Regions from separate parts of the Mus musculus genome. Here region 1 is linked to region 2. Evidence: chromatin contacts called from public Hi-C data. All regions are on one chromosome and are shown on one strand. Each heading gives the region's core, a stretch centred on a gene start, on an enhancer-like site or on the middle of the called end of the contact. The rest is flanking DNA. Distances are from core to core; before and after follow the strand shown.

Region 1 (3,490 bases), core at 913-3,412, 400 kb after region 2:
CTTCCCAGGACAAGAGATACTTGCTTTAGCCTTAGTTTGAAAGAAAGGAGTATTGCTCAAAGTTACCTTTGTTTGTTTGTTCATTTATCTTTTGTTTTGTTTTGATTTGTGTTCTGACTATTGTCTCTTAAATCAACCCAGCTGGAGCCTTTCAATTGTCCGTGTTTCAAGACCATCCATAAAAGACAAGTCTTCTAGTTTTTTGGTAGGTTGCTGAGTTCCAGCTACTGGGAGTCATTGATTAGAGAATGAACCACAGAAGGATGGGATAGAAGTCAAGGGACCTCTCTTCCCTCTGTTTGGGAAGTCTATGGAAATGTGTTGGCATCTGCTCCTTCCAAGCAACCCCTCTTCTGGTCCAGTGGCTACAGGAAGTCTTGGCATGAACCTAGCTTCCCCTAGTAAGACCATCTTCATCCAGATGCTCTCTGGTCATAAAGTTGTGGGTTGTTTCCTCCTCTAGAGTCTCTGGATTCCAACACAATCCTCTCTCTGAGAGTTTCAGGTCCTCCAATTATCTTTATAACTATGTTTCTGTTGGCTGGAATTTGGAGTATGCAGGTGTGTGTGTGTGTGTGTGTGTGTGTGTGTGTGTGTGTGTGTACATGTGCACATGAATAGACACAAGACACAGACAATAGATACAACAGGGGTAGGAAAGGAGAAAGAGACAAAAGATTACAGAGAACTGGGTTGGATCTCAGAGTTGCAGGCATCACAGGACAGATAAGAGTGAATACCTCCAGGCTCCAAATGTGGCAGCCACTAGCCTCACTGCCATGGAGCCCAGACCTAGTCCAGCCCGTTACCAGAAAGGAGGTTATTCTGGGTCACCTTCCTTTCATCGAGTCATCTAGAAATGACTTATTTTCAGGCATCTTTGTTAAGATTCAAATGCTGTCATAAAATATCTTCATCACAATAAAAATGCAAAGTGCAGAGCTGTGGTTCTGCACCATGTCACAGAGGGACGCAGAGACATCATTCAAATGTGTTTGGGCCAGTTACTGCACATGCGCTTGCAGGCTGATGGGAAGTTAAAAATAGCACACTCCATTAACAGGGAGAAAAAAGAAAAGAGTCTTCTCCAACTAAGTAAGTGCCTTCTCTTTGTCCTTATTTTATAGACACAAGCCCCCTCCAGATTCTGAGCAAACTTGCATTTTGATTTTCAGCAAGTGTTTGGACCTAGCAGCACACAGCTGCAATGTGAGGCAACCCGGGAAACCGCAAAGACACAAACAGAGCTAGAAGCAGCAGAGAATGAGGCAGCCTTCCCTCCCCCGGACAGCCTGCCATCTCCTTATGATCTTTAAAGATCATATCTATCACGTATCTTTAAGAGGGTGTATTGCCCGGGCTCTCTGGGGTCACAGAGGAGTTTTAATATAAGGATATATGGCAGTATTGGGAAGCAGTAGTAACTGAAACACGTTGTGGTAAGTTCAAGTTGTTAATGATTTGGATTCTGTTTTTAAAATGAGAGCATCTCATTTATATTACAAATGGGGAGCTCAGATCCACACACCCCCTCCCCAGAAGCAAGAGATGTGTTCAGATTTACTCTCTCTCTAGAGGTCTTTAACTCTGGCTTGGGATAGTACTAGACCAACAGAGGCAGGTCTAAGAACTTCAACTGAAGGGACAAGCCCTGGGGATTATGAATTCCAGTTTATCCTGGACAGGTTCAAGGGATGGAAAGGTCATATACTTATATAGTCTGTCTGAAGTTATTTCCTTATCAGGCAATTGGAAATAAAATCATAAACTATAAACTACATCATAAGGTACTAAAATGAGTTCATGTACACACACACACACACACACACACACACACACACACAAATATGTTCCCATGTCAGGAGAGCAAAGAGATATAATCAAACTCTGAGGGTTACATAATAAAATTTGATCATTTTAGGCTAAACACAGTCTGAATTGCTGCCATGTTAGCCCCAAAAATCTATCTTAGAGAGTCCCTACGTGATGAACCTGGCTGTGTTTCAACAGAACTATATCAAAGGCTGGCTCCAGCTTGAGGCCCTTAACTGCCAGGCCTGGGTCAGGGCTCCCACTGTATTCAGCCACCACCACCCCCCTTCTCAACCACCTCTTTTCTGGGTACAGGACTTGTGAGTCAGCCCAGGCCTTATTTTTGGAGCACCAGCTTTTTAAAGCCAAACATAGCTCACTGGAGGGGTTTAAAATACATAGTCATCTGCACAGAGGGGAGGAAAGCTCACAGTACATTTGTAACCAGAGTCACAGCTATCTTCTTGGTGAGTGTGTGTGTGTGTGTGTGTGTGTGTGTGTGTGTGTGCCCGCGCACACGCGCACGTATTTTGGCTCATAACCTATATAGAAATGACACAGGAGAGAGAACGTAGCCGTGGATTTCACTGAACTGTGATATAAGGCTAGGTAGCACCAGAAGCAACACTTCTGCCTCCACCTCTAACTTCTTACCACCCACTCACATTGATTTTTCCCTTGTCACTCTAAGATTATGAAGAAGTTTTGGCAGATCGAGGTGGAAACAGTTGGTGACCTTCCCTCACAGACCTGGCTGTTTGAAGACTTGAAGTCTGCCACGGGTTAGATCTTGTATGTTCCCCAAAGTCCTGAGTGCCCAAGGCTTAGTCCCCAAGCTGGTAGACCAGGAGGTGGTAGAGATATTTGATGTTAATGATGGGTGGACAGTCTTTGGATCACTGAAGGTATGGTCGACCTTGAGGGGAATAGCACACCCTGACTCCCTCTTCATGTTGTCTCTTCTTCCTGGCCAAGAGATGAGAGGGGGTTTCTCCAGTGTGTGCACCTGCCTTGATCAACCACTTCTACACAGCCCCAAAGCATGGGTTAACCTCTGAACTCTTTAGAAGGTTGAACCTCTAAACAGAGAACCTTTTCTCTTTATAAGGTGATGGTCTCGGTCATTTCTTATAGTAACTAAAACCTGACTTACACACAGAGCTACACGTTGAGCATCATCCTGGACATTTAACACGAGGGGGCAAAGGTCATGGACGAACCAGAACATCCATGTGCAATATTTGGTTCATACGTTTTGACCTTTCAAAAATAGTCAAACGAGCTCATTTGCTGCTGTGTTTAACAAACTCAACCAATGTCCTCATGTCCTCAGCCTGAGGAAAGGGACATTCAAGAGTGCCCCAGCTTGCCCTCAGAGTGTACCATGTCTGTCTTGTCCACGCCGGGCCTATTGTTTCACCAGGTCCTTGCCCGAGTGTCATGGAGTCAGTCTTCTTCAAGGAGAGTGACTGCTGGAAGCCGTGTCTGTTAATTTAAACTGAGGAGCAATTTGAATATTCTGGGATGGCTGGGAGACACACAAAACATCTCTGGTGAGTTCTAAAGTCGGGCAGTACTGAATGGATCATCTCTCAGGCCATTGTTTGGTTAATCTGTGAGGAAGCTAGAATTAGTCTTCCTCAGGAGAAAATAATATGAATTTGTACGCAGATTTGAG
Region 2 (3,302 bases), core at 640-3,139:
CAATGAAGACAATCAAGACAATACCTTACAGGCCAACCTGATGTAGACAACCTCTTATTTATGCTCTCTTCCCAGGCGATTCCAAACTGTGTCATGTTGACAAAACCCAACCTCACCGTGCTAGACTCTGGTGTCCCACATTAGGCCATTAGAAAGTTGTCTGGAGGTTCCCTGAGAAGCATACAGATGCTGACAGAATTTTGACACATGTCTCCTGAAATACTTTGAAGTAATTTGAAGGCTCAGCTCAGATGTGGCCTTGGGAACTAAGCAATGATGGGAACTGGAGTGCTCAGTGTTAGACCCTATGAAGCAGGGGCTAGGCTTATTCATCTTTGGATCTGATCCTTTCCCATAGAGGGCTTCCTTGCATGATTGGTCATATTGCTATAGGACAGTGACCCATTGCTTTTTCTTGAAAATAGTTACAATTACAATCAATAATGTTAACTGAAAGATTGTCATTTGTACAGAGTCTTAGCAATGGCATACCTTTGGATTTAGATTTGAACTATACACCATCAAATTACCTTTGTTAAAAAGAATATTTTGTGAAATTGGATTTGTTTGAGAGAGCTTTGTGCCATGGACACTGTTTATGTAAGAATTAGTCTGTGTTAGGGTTGCAATTGCTGTGATAAAACACCATGACCAAAAGGGACTCAGGGACGAAAAGGTTGGTTTCACTCACAGCTCCATGCAAGAGTTCATCATCAAAAGCAGTGAGGGCAGGAACTCAAGCAGGTCAGGAACCTGGAGGCAGGAGCTGATGCAGAGGCCATGGAGGGCTGATGCTTGCTGGCTTGTCCTATCAACTTGTTCAGCCTGCTTTCTTAGATAAACCAGGACCACAAACCTAGGGGCATACCACTCACAATGGGCTGGGTCTCCCCACCCCCGCCCCAATCAATCACTAATTGAAAAAGTGCCTTACAGGCTTGCCTACAGTCTAATCTTATAGAGGCTTGGTCTCATCTGAGATTCTTCTTTCTGTGATGACTCTAACATGTCAAATTGACATAAAACTAACACATGGCCCCTTTAATAACTGGACCCAAAGATGTACTCTGGTATCACAGATGAATCTTGGGTAGTTTCTTGGGATCTAGGAATCCATGTTCTGCCTCATCGGCCCCCTGTACTTTGGTTGGCTGTCTCTAGAAGTCAGAACTGTTTTCTTCTGTAAATCAGGCCTCTCCACAGGAAGTGTGATTGCAGTCAGAGAGCTGTCTTTCTAGAGCACTCCATGAAATTCTAGTAGTGTTCTGCAGAAATGTCTGCTCCTGCCCAGTGAGGAGGGGTGGGTAGATTTCCAAGCTTGATGGTTTAAAGTCATGCAGGTCACAGCCACTACCACATGTCTGCCTTTGTGTGTGAATGTACCCTTGAAAATGAATCAAAGTGTATTTTTGTTCGGGGCTTTTTGCATAAAAGAATTCCGGTGACAACAAACTGAAAAATGGCTTTTGTTATGTGGTAATTATTCTCTCAGTTCTTTTCTGAGACATGAGTTTTGTTTGTTGGCTTTTCTTGGAGGGCGGCATGCTGTCATAGGCGGGATTTTGGATCCCTAGATACAACTTGATGAGTCCCCGCACATGTGCCTGCCCGCTCTCTTCAGCTTTCTCTGTCCCATCTGAATTGTTCCCTGAGAGATTTCTTGGGTTAATCATCAGTAAGTCTATAATTCTAATACAAATAGTAAGCTATTTTCTTTTCAGTAGCACTTTATTCTACTCTGACTTCTGCTGTGACCGTTTCCCACACGTCTGGGTCTGTCTGTCTCTTAAGGGACTGAGAAGGGTCAGCGAGGGTACCATTTGCTTCTTTCTGTGCCCTATATTGCATTGTGCAAGGAGTCTTTGCCCCCACGGAAGCATGCCATTAATCATGCTTGCTGTCTTCCCATTAGGTGACCCATGTGACCATTCCACTTCTCTTTAGTAACCCCTGGGCAGTCCTTGTGTTCAGAATTGTTATTCTTGCAGATGTGAGACATCTTTATTATGTTTTGGCTTGTGGTTGTTTGGCTTGGTTTAAGTTGACAACACACACACATAGATATGCATATACACACACATGCACGTGTACACATACATAAACATACAAAAACATGCATATGTATACATACACACATGCATGTGTACACATACACATAATTATACATGCATGCACACAGAAAAGCATGCATGCACACACAAATGCACACACTGAAACACACATGTATGTGTGGACACACACACATAAAAACACACGGCCACACCCCCTTACCTTTACCCTCTGACTTAAAGTCACCCAAGGGTTGCAGTATCAGAACACAAGGTACATTTGTAACTTGTGTGACGTGGATTTGATGCAGGGAATGCCGAGGCAATGGGGAACTCCTTCTTACAAACACCGGAGAATACATCTAACATGGTGGAGAAGGGAGGGGAGATGAACCAAGTTCTACTTCTTTGCAGTTCAGTGTCTTCTTGGACTTGGACCCGGCAACCGTTTCCTATGCATCTGCCCTCAGTCACAGACGGCACGGAGAAGTGAGCATATGGAGTCTTACGCAACCCTCAGAAGGTTGTTCATGGGAGCCTGATTACGTCAGCTCCACAGACCCGGCAAGAAGTGTAGGGGGCGTTAGAGAGTGAGATTGAACCAGAACTGAGGTCAGGAATGTGGAGGGAGCTCAGCTGGCAAAAAACTCTGCGTAAGGCTGATGACTTGAGTCCAGTCCCTGGAAGGGGAGAATCGGCACCACAGAATTGTCCTCAGTGCCACATGCACAGCACGTGACCTGTGGATTCCCTCCTCCCCTTCCCTCTGTCTCATACACTCACAATAGTAATTATGTAAACTAAATGGCAGCACTAAGGTCATCTGAATCTTTGCATCATGCTACTTCCGGTGGCTGCATCCAATGTGTACAACTGCTTCATTTTAAAGGGGAACTGTTTTCTCCTTCCTGGCGCAGCCTCTGTACACAGAGGAGCAGGGAACCTGCAGACCACTCTTCACAGTGGTGCCTCCAGGGCTTAGGACTCAGATCTGGATGTGGTAAGTGTGCTCAGCAAGGGGTTGTCCTCGCTGGGTTTTCCTTGGTCACTATTACAGCTGGTGTCTTTGTAGACCTGTTGAGAGTGCTCATCTCCCACCAGTTCAGTGTCACAGAAGGGAAGGAACACACTTCGGGAACTACCCCTGGGGTCAAATCTTTCTTCTAGCTCCTGCTAGCTGGATGACCTTGGTCAAATTCCTCCATTTTCCTTCAAAGAAATTTCCTCATCTGAAAAAAAAATCATCATAATAAT

What was found. A called contact is a pair of places that touch in the nucleus more often than the background predicts.
Region 1: a Hi-C map of cerebral cortex shows a contact between it and region 2, with 4 times the contacts expected there. The contact joins two enhancer-like sites. A contact is called at or near these places in 2 of 484 Hi-C or Micro-C datasets (cerebral cortex and cortical neurons).

Annotation. Positions count from the first base shown.
Region 1 is chr8:24,214,694-24,218,183 of GRCm38.p6, forward strand. No RefSeq gene overlaps it. Among named protein-coding and RNA genes, the nearest start is that of Gm30633, 170 kb to the right of the region's middle. Within about 2 kb of position 2,163, at least 27 of the 459 cell types and tissues checked have an H3K27ac peak or open chromatin away from gene starts, as enhancers often do. A contact at or near this core is called in cerebral cortex, where this site is marked.
Region 2 is chr8:23,815,147-23,818,448 of GRCm38.p6, forward strand. The region is part of intron 3 of Zmat4 (zinc finger, matrin type 4); the gene reads left to right. Among named protein-coding and RNA genes, the nearest start is that of Zmat4, 150 kb to the left of the region's middle. Within about 2 kb of position 1,890, at least 10 of the 459 cell types and tissues checked have an H3K27ac peak or open chromatin away from gene starts, as enhancers often do. A contact at or near this core is called in cerebral cortex, where this site is marked.